Regions from separate parts of the Urocitellus parryii genome. Here region 2 is linked to region 1. Evidence: chromatin contacts called from public Hi-C data. All regions are on one chromosome and are shown on one strand. The core of a region is the stretch at or near the end of the contact, and the rest is flanking DNA. Distances in the headings are between cores, read along the strand shown. Region 1 holds the start of Atp5mj (ATP synthase membrane subunit j). Region 2 holds the start of Xrcc3 (X-ray repair cross complementing 3).

Region 1 (5,105 bases), core at 1,378-3,877:
AGTTCTTAGAAATATAGCTCTTAGGAAGGTAAACCCAAGTCATCTTGAGTTGCTGCTGACTGATAAAAACTACTTAAAGATAACACTGGCAAGTGTTTTACTGCCTTTGTTCTGCACATGTGAACTACTTATCGTAAATTCCCTGTGCATTGTCTTTGGTCACATAGGCCAAGAATTCAAACCCACCAATGTCATAATGGTTAAGAAATGATGTCAAATTTCCTATAAAAGCCCCATGTAACCTCAGCTCAGGGACCAGAACTTCAGAGCACTAGCTCATCTAAGTCCACCGAGTTCTCCAATCCTCCCAATGGCGCTTGGTCTCTTGCTGAGTGTGATTTCCAAAACATCCCCAGCTGCTGGGTTTAAGGCGGGCTATAAGGTGCTCTTCTGAAGAGAGTTCTTTTCACACAAACATTTTCTGGGAGGCACCTTTATCCTCTTTGCTACTATTTCATAAGGACACTGTCTTGATGCTTTTTTCAGTTTGGAATCTGCTTCTAGTTTCCTAACTAAACATTCTGTGTGGTCCTAAAATAGGGATTTAGTATAAAGAAAGAAAGAAACAGAGAGATAGATGGAGAGACAGAGAGGGGGGGGTTCAGAATCTTAAGGAAAACACTTTCAAGCTTGAAATGAAGAATCAAGCCACTGGGATGGCAGAAAACACAGTTGTAGACCTTGGCCCATACCCTTGTAAAATGAAGGCAATATGCAAGCACAGGAAAACTGGCTGCTCCAACCTAGATCCACCACTAGTCCAGCCCCTGATACTCCCATTCTGTAAACATTGGACACCCAGCCCAAGTCAGGACTTCTCACTCTGGAGACAGCCCATATTCCCCCTTAAATGGGTACCTACTTTCCTAAATAAATCTCTGTGTGCCTTTGTCTGGCTCATGCTGAAATTCTTTTCCCTCGGGTATGCCAAGAACCCCTTTGGTCCCGAGTTAAGTTCTCCTCCTCCTCTGGGAACTCCTAGGACCCTTCTCCAGAGACATCTCTTTATCCTAGACAGTCCCAGATTCCTCCATGTGATTCAGTGGTTCTGGGTTGCTCCTCACTCACTTGGCCCAGCTCATCTTGCATTCCTAGCCAATGTTCAGAGTTAAAGGGGACAGCTTGACATCAGGCAGTTCTTAATAGGCTTGTAGACCTTTAGGCCACAGCACATGGAAAGATTGCTGAAGGCCTCTGGGCTTTGATATTTAAGGGAGGCTTGGCAAATTCACTGAGCAGAATGAACTTCTGTCCTAAAGGGAAAACCAACAGCTGAAAGCATTTACAAATGCTATTGATGCCATTAAGTGGCCCTCTCAAAAAGCCAGAGAAACTGTGCTTGAGGCACTGTGTGTCTTCTCTGACCTTCTAGCCACAAAACACAGCATTAGATCCTTCAAACAAATGTGCTGGGGTGACCCTTTCCTTAAACATTTTGGGTTTTTCGAAGTGTTTTTCTTAGGATTTTGGATTTGAAACTAGCCATTAAAAACCTATTGATCTGGTGGGCAGGGTGGCACAGACCTGTAATCCCAGCGGCTCAGGAGGCTGAGGCAGGAGGATGGCAAGTTCAAAGCCAGCCTCAGCAAAAGCAAGGCGTTGCAACTCAGTGAGACCCTGTCTCCAAATAAAATACAAAATAGGGCTGGGAACGGGGCTCGGTGGTCACTGTCCCTGGGTTCAATCGCCAGTACCCCTCCCCCCCCAAAAAAAATAGCTTATTGATCTCAAGTCTAGCTTGAAGTCCAACAGTTTTGTCTTGAAAGACCTTACAATGATGCTAAATTTTTTTCTAAACGCTGTCCTTGTCTTTGTAAGGTCCTTGCTTAGCATCTGGATGGCCGTTTTAAGTGACAGTCACCATTTTAAGAAAAATTTCGCTTTCCGGCCAAGAGGCTCTGAGAAAGGCTCACCAGTCCTCATACCAAGCCTACCCTTAAGGGCGCACTGGGACCGCGCTCCAAAGCCCGGCCTGCCCCCAACAGTCCCCACCGCGCCCTGTCGTCGGCTCTGGTCTCGCCCGTCTTTTCGCTCGCCCGGCTCCTTTCGGTCCGGTTTTCTCGGTCCTTCCGGGTCTAAGACATGCTTTCTGGCCGGGCGCAGTGGCACTAGCCAGCAAGCCCAGCCCTAGGGCGCCTGAGGCCGACGGCTCCCACGCTCAAGGCCAGCCTCCGCTCAGGCCCGGCCGCTTGGCCCGAGGCCCGGGTCGCCCGCTGACGGCGCCCCTCTCCCAGTCAGGTCAAGAGGCCGGGCCGCGGCTCAGCGGTGGGGCGCCGGCCTAGCCCGCGTGAGGCGCTGGGTTCCATCCTCAGCACCGGGCATAAACAAGGAAAATAAAGGTCCATTGACGACTAAAAACAAAGGACCCTTTCTTCCAGGTTAGCAAGCCGTCTGGTTTGTCCAGAACCTCCCTGGTTCAGCATTACAAGGCCTCCGAAGATCCGGACGTTTGGTCACGGGATAAGACCCGCGGACACAACCCGGGCGCCCTGCTTCCCGTGGGGCCGGGCCTTCGGTGCGGCGCCTGGCCTCCGTGCCCCTCCTCCTTGCCGGCAGGACCCGCGCGGCCGCCGGGGGCGCTGTGGGACACGGGAGCGATCGGACAGGCGCTCTGGCCTCGGGCGCCGCCGCTCCTTCCGCCTTCCCGGCGGGCCACGCGCGGCGCCTGCGCACTCGGTGACCTTTGCGGGTCGGCTTCGCGGTGTGGAGCGGCTTGAACTATTGGTTCTGGCGAGGTGAGAGCTGGTCCCCCCGGCCGCAGAGCTCGCAACGCGGGGAGTGGAGAGGCGGCGAGTCGGAGGTCCAGGGGTTAGGGGCGGGATCGGGGCGAGGGACAACACGGGCCCGCTGACCTTGGGTCAGCCCCTTCTGCTCGCCCGCTACTCTTCTCCGCTCCCGAGGCCTCGCGGCGACACGGGTGCCAAGGGTTGGCCTTCAGACTGCGAGGGGGGCTCCGAGGTCGGGCCCCAGACTTCGAACGACTGGGGTTGGCTTCCGGATTGTGAGAGGGCCAGCCTTCAGGAGCGCGCCTCTGCCGGAGTCGGTTTCCACAGCGGAGAGCAGGAAGCCGGGAGATTGAGGGGATCCGGCCTAACGTTCTGGCCCTGATTTGGCGTGAATCCAGGCCCGCTTACCTGCTGTGCAATCTTGGCCATCTGACAAGGACCTGCTTTGTAGGGGTGGGTTGTAGGTGCAGGAAGTAAGTCCCTCAAACACTGAGTAAATGCTGTTAAACTTAGGGAACAGCCTAGAGTAAAAACTAGGCTTTACTTTGGCCTCCAAGGTGCTAGAGACCAGGCCGTCTTTTATCCTGTAGCTCAGCCACAGCGTTTTAGAAAACAAGCACTTAGTATGCAGTACCAGACACTGTAAGCACTTGGCATGCAGTGACTCACTTCAGGGTCAAAACGGCCCCCCTTGAAGAGGTTACTGTTTATTCCTGTTGTACAGATGAGAAAACTGAGGCAGTATAAGTAACTATTAAGTGACAGCCAGGATCTGAATCTGGGCAGCCACTTGGCCTTCTTCCTTCCCACTCCTCCCAGCTATTCAAGTTTATTCTGACCTGGGGTGTCTTGGCACATCAGTGCCTCTGCTGAGAACACTTCTCCTTAGTATCCTGGCTCTTTTTTGTTTCTCAGCTCCCAAAACAGTGGCACCTAGCATGTGCTCAGTACATATTTGCTGAGTAGGTAATGGCTGTGCAATACAGGTTTCCATAATTTGAGGGCAGCCATTGACCTTTGAATAGGTTGGGCTTTTGGAGAATCTGATGTTACAAAACTGATGGGGAGCTGAGAAATATGGAAAACCACAGCACTGGAAGATGAGAATCCTGTACGTGACAGGTAGCATGCGGTATGAGAGGAACAGGGGCAGGGCAAGACAAGATTTCAGCTGCCTCCAAGGGAGAGGTTCCAAGTGAGATGATAAGTGCTCAGATCTAGTCGTTCCTGACAACCACTGCAATGATCCTCCTTTAATAGGCCAGATGTTACAATGCCTCTTAAGATGAACACCAGGGCATCTAGTTTAGGGTCTGTGTAAATTGCAAAAGTAATCAAAAGTATTACTTAGATCTGCACAAAGCTAACTGTAGGTTCAGAATTTTATGGCTTTCCCAATCAAATTCAGTAATTAGTTAAATAAATAAGTTCTGTCATATTTGGACCTCTAGCTGGTCAAAGTATGTACAGGCCCAGGTGTTAGTTTCATAAGGAAGTCACCATACCCTGACCTGTTCTTTTCAGCTTTGAATGCCGGCCATTCTCAACATGATGATGAAGCCAGTCTTTCCAGAAGACTGGAGTGTGACTTTGAGCATAGCATTAATGGAAGATTGGCTTGGGTATGGGCAACATGGTGGCAGAGTGCTGGAATGGGGGGGAATGAGAGGTGACTGAGTGCCAAGTGACTTGCACTGTGGAGAGAAGGTGCTCACATGGGGGGACTAGACTAGGTCAAGAACAAGAGCAACTCCCTGTCAGGTGGTTGTGGGAGATGGAGTCAGACTTAATGAATAAATGAAGATTATCTTTTATGTGTTAGAGTTAGAGCAATAGTCACCTTAGTGTTTATCACTGTGTTCATTTTCAGATGCTTCAAACCATTATTAAAAACTACTGGGTCCCCTTGAAGCCCTACTATACCCAGGTTTACCAAGAGATTTGGGTAGGAATGGGGTTAATGAGCTTCATTGTTTATAAAATCAGGAGTGCTGGTAAGTTTACTTATGTTTGATTTATTTGAGGTCAGGAAGAAAAATGTTTTCGGAAAGAATCAATTCATTTATCAAGGAACTATGGCTGTTAACCATAGCATAAGAATGGCTCAAGCCACAGAACCACTATGGCAGTGTGAGTCAGCTATGAAGAGGTTGTGGGGACAGTGGGGGAACTTGAGCAACTCCTTGATATTGATAAATTGTGCATTGTCCTGGGTATTGCCAATACATAGGAGATATTCTTCATCTTCAGAGATGCAGGCTGAAGTATTGTGGGTATCATGCCCTGGTGTACGGTACTTTATCATACCTTCTCAATGGTTCTATTGGACATTTATTCACAATCAAATTTGGAGGGGAGAAATAACCATTTGGTTGTTAG
Region 2 (4,582 bases), core at 1,856-4,355, 170 kb after region 1:
AGCATCTCTAAGCCATAACCTTTGTGGGCCACAGTGATCACCTGGCAAAAACCCAGCAGATGCGGGGTGGGCTGGACTTAGATTGACCCAGCTGAAGAAAGGCCAGAGAGAACAGTCAGCGATGTAGGTGCAGTCTCCAGGTGCGGGTGATAGGAGGTAGGGGAGGAGATAAGTGGCCAGGAGTGACCCTGCTACTCTGTCCTACTGCATTCTCCACTCATTCCAAACCACCAAAAAGCCAGTTCTCCACAGCTGGCTACCTCTGTGCTTGGGTCACCTCCCAGCACAGGTAAGCACAGCACGTGGCCTTCAGAGCAAGGTGGGTGCATCCTGTTCCGCCAAGGGCCAGCAACCAGTACAGGAAGTGCCCTGGGGACTATCCCAACCAGTCCAACCTGCTCTTCTTCAAGGCTCCTCCAGAAAACTCTGGCAGGTTCTAGACTCCAGGACCATGCTCCAATAAAATTGAAGAGATTTTTTCATTTCAGTGCTAGGGCTGGAGCCCAGGGCCTCATGCATGCTAGGTGAGCGCTCTATCACTGAGCTACATCCCAGCCCTTGAAATACACTTTCTGAAAGTCAGAGCTTTAGGTCCCTCAGATTCTTGGGGCTTCTTGGGCTACTCAGATTGGTGAGTCGTAATTCAGATGCACTGGGGTGAGGATGGTCCTGGGAAATCCCGCCTGCCCTCCAGGGTGGGAACCAAGCTTATTATGAGAGACACCATACCATCAGCATTTCAACCCAGCTTGTTAGCCATGCCAGCATTCCTAAGACAGCCTGGGCAGAGCCCAGTCCCACCTCACCACCCAGCACCTTTATAAGAGGCCAGCTGCAAAGAAAGGCACCTTGCTTAGAGAAAGAGGTGAAACAGTTATTACAGGTAATTCCAGAAGGGCTCACAGGCATAACTGTGGAAACTAAAATTAGGAAAATATGCTTCGGTAGAAAACACCTTGTCCAGACCACATGTTCTCACATCATCCACAAGGTCCACATGAATGTGAGCATTGTGCATTTGCTACTAAGACATTATAGGGGCACACCACAAATATATAGTTTCACTTGTCACCTTAAAAACTCTTATTATTCAAAGATATCATCAGGAGGGCAGGGGATATAGCTCAGTTGGTAGATTGCTTGCCTTATATACACGAGACCCTCTGTTCAATCCCCAGCACCACCAAAAAAAAAAAAAAAAAGATTTCATCAGGGATTGCTTCTTAGCCTTTGGCTTAAGGTCATGTGCAAATGTTTCATTGGGGGCTAGTTAGGGAAAGAACAGTCTAAAAAGTTAAATTCTTAAGGGGCAACAGGACAAAGGTGAAAAATTCCAGTCTAGACTTGCTGGTCTAGCCATGCTAAGGGCAGCACTTCACCACCCACTTCGGAGTTCTGGTCCCAGCTCTTCCCTATTTGATCTGTCAGTTTATGCTACCAGCCTGCCGTTGAACAGGTTGTAAGGCCTGCAGGGTTCCTGAGTGAACCAATGAGCCAAAGCACATGTTTACTTCTATCCACAGGAGAGTCACATTACCTTTAAAAATCATCTTTTTCCTCATTTTTTTTTTATTGTGATACAACACACATAACAAACTTGTCACCTGCCTCGTTTCTGCACACACTCTTCAGGGATGCACTCTGTTTTACTGCTTAATCAGCTTTAGGGCACTAGCCAAGCAGCCAGGTGGAGGCAAAGAGGCACTGTGAGCTCTGGGGGAGTGGGGGGTGGAGAAGCACCAAGGGTAAAGTGCTGAAGGGGAAGGGCAGGAACCCCAGGTACACAGAGACCTGTTCAGAGGGTCAAGGGTGTGACCCAACCCAAAACATCCAGGAGTGGCCTGGGCACCCTCTCTGGGCTTCTGGGAGCAGAGTGCTGATCTGCGCCATCTTTCTAAAAGGCTCTGATCTAACTTCAGAGGTGGAAGGTGGCTATCTTCCCCAGCTTCTGGGCGCACAGGTGGCTTCGCAAGGGGCCTGCCAGCTGGCTGCACTAAGAACACCTGATTTCACTCCTCTGCGGTCTGTAGCAGATTCCCCCCAATGGGAGGGAGGAAAATCAGTTATCAGAATTTGTTCAGGGCTTGTAACTTAGAGCATTTCCAAAAGTCACCAGTACTTTGACTTTTTTAGGCATTTTTTATTTTCTCTGGAATAAGAAATTATAATAAATGCCTGGAATGCCTCCGTTTTCTTAGAAGTGGCCTGGCTTTGCAGATTCCAGAACTTCTGAAGAGTGCAAACTCCGAGGTCTCCAGAGGGCCGCACCCACCCCAGGCAGGAGACCTCATGGCGCCCCCGTCCTCCCGCCGGCACAAGTGCGGGCCGGCCTCGCTTCCTGGAGACCGAGACTCGCCCCTGCCACTCGCTGAAGTGCACGCGGCAGGCGCGTCTCTAGTCCTCGCCGCCCGCTCCCGCAGCGGTGCGGGGGCAGCGGCTCGGCCCAGGACCGCCGCGGAATCGCAGGCGAGAGGAAACGGACTTCGAGAGTGGGAAGACAAGAGTGCGGGAACCCCGGAAAGGGAGCCGCGGCCGCGAGGCCAAGCGTGTCAGGGCAGTGGCCGGGAGGAAGGGGGGCGGGGGGGTTGTCGCGCGCGGGCAGGTCCGAGGGGCCAGGACCAGGCCGGGCGGGGACGCACCTCCTTGTCTGGGACCCACTGCGGTTCCTCCAGGCCGAACGGGCTTCCGAAGGCGCGGTGCTCGGGCACCATGCGCAGGCCGCTTGGGGAGCGCACCAGCTTCTTGGCGTCGTGGCGCGCGGCCACCCCGGAGGACATGTCTCCAACTTGGATCCTAGCGCCGCGGCTTGCGCTCGGCCCCGCACCAGCTGGGCAGAGCTGGGCAGCACCGCCCCGCCCGCGCGGGCTGACAACGCTGGCGCCCAATCGCTAAGCCTGGCCCAGAGCGCAGGCCAATCGGAGTCAGGGATCCGCCCATAGCAATTCTCTCCAGTCCGCGCAAGGGCCCCACCTCTGCCACCCTGCGGGCGGCCACCAATCGACGACGAGGGCCGACCCTGGATCGCTCCGCCCTTCTCCGGGCGATTGAGACTTTTGACTGGTCGGTCACATAGGCGCGTCTTCGTGTCTGATTGGTGTGGCCGGCTCAAAGAGCTCTGCGCTCATTGGAAGAGAAGGCTGAGGGGGCGGCCCGGCGCGAAGAGGCGTGAGGAGCGCGCGATTGGTGAGAGCAGGGGCAGTGGGCTGCGATCGCGGCACCGGGCCAGCGGGTGGGCCGCTGCCCCGCGGCCGAGGTGACCTGAGAGGTGCCGGGCAGGCCTCCGCGATTTCCGGAGTTGGTTGTCGAGTGGGCGCGCGGAGTCCTGGGGCTGAGGAGAGAAGGGGCCCCGGGGCCCGCTCCGCGGTTCTCAGGACCTGCCGGGGGGAGGGTTTCCGCGGCCGGGTGTGTTACGGACGGGCGGAGATCGCAGGAGCCGGAGGCCAGGCCCGGGTTGCTGCAGCTCCCGCGCTCGGAACGGACCCGGGAGCCTGACTCCCAGGCCAGCCGCAGCGTGACTGTGGCTGTGTGAGCTAACCGTATGACTGGACCCCTCTGCGCTCTCGTTTCCTCTTCATCGAAACGGAGAGCCTCCATCCTTGTTGTGAGGCTTGTGTAAGTTGACCCGGGCCCGGGGCTTCCAGTTGCCCTGGGAACATCCCAAGTGTTGGATAAATGTGAGCGCTCAGCTTTGTTACCCTTGGTGGGTTTTATGGAGATGTCAGTGGACTTGCCTTACCTGAATTTAGCTCTGAACTTAACAATAGAAAGAAAAATAACAGTTCCAGTCTTGAAGGTCGTGCTGCCCCGGCAAGTGTGACCGAGCATGGTGGCACCCCTCCATGCACACTCTCTGGTTTCTTTGGGTAACAGTACCTCCTGTGCAGTACTTACCCTGGAGATTAAAGCTCAGCTGGACACTCTGGAAGACAAAAGTGGGGCTGTCAGACACAGCAGATGTTCGGCATTAAAAATGTTTTTCAATGGCACTTGTTAAAGCCCAAGGACCATCACTGTCTATCCAGGAACCAGAGTAGTGGGTTTGTAGTGAGAGAGACAGACAAGGCTCATCTGGAACACATGGGCAGGTGGGGTCAGAGGGTGGAAAGTTACCAAGAGGAGGTGTCAGGGGACCCGGGAGCCCCCACCTGGGTGGTGGAGGATGAGGAACCTGGTGGGCCGTGGGGACTGGATGTGGAGAGTGGGGTTCCCACTGCACTGAGCAGGTACCTCACTGACACCTGGTTTCACCAGCATGAGTCCAGGTGGGGCTGGAGAGGACTCAGGAACCTGGGAAGATTAGCCAAGTGGGGCCAGGTGTGACTTGGTTGCCTCGCATGCTAGTGGCCCTGGGTTTGATATCCAGGCACAGCAAAGAAAAAAGACCAAGTGGAGGGTCTAACCAGCCTGCTTCCAGATGCCCTGCCCCCTTGAAGGCTCCAGGTGCAGGGTCCTCTGTGGGCCTTTCTGTGCTGCCTGGTGTCCAGCCCAGCCTGAGGCAGCAGCCTCCTGCCAGCCCCAGGCCAGTGTCCCAGGAGCTTTCCACACATAGACCCTCGGAGCTCTGGCAGTAAGACAGATTGGC

Evidence for each region. A called contact is a pair of places that touch in the nucleus more often than the background predicts.
Region 2: a contact with region 1 is called in a Hi-C map of liver, with 4 times the contacts expected there. The contact joins the promoter of Xrcc3 here to the promoter of Atp5mj in region 1. A contact is called at or near these places in 2 of 2 Hi-C or Micro-C datasets (liver and muscle).

Annotation. Positions count from the first base shown.
Region 1 is chr6:3,225,979-3,231,083 of mUroPar1.hap1, forward strand. Atp5mj (ATP synthase membrane subunit j) reads left to right here and starts at 2,628. Exons shown (of 4, transcript XM_026405565.2): 1 at 2,628-2,735; 2 at 4,597-4,720. The coding sequence starts at 4,597.
Region 2 is chr6:3,392,546-3,397,127 of mUroPar1.hap1, forward strand. It overlaps Xrcc3 (X-ray repair cross complementing 3), which reads left to right and starts at 3,106. Exons shown (of 8, transcript XM_026405488.2): 1 at 3,106-3,183. Zfyve21 (zinc finger FYVE-type containing 21) reads right to left here and starts at 2,842. Exons shown (of 7, transcript XM_026405544.2): 1 at 2,640-2,842. The coding sequence starts at 2,777.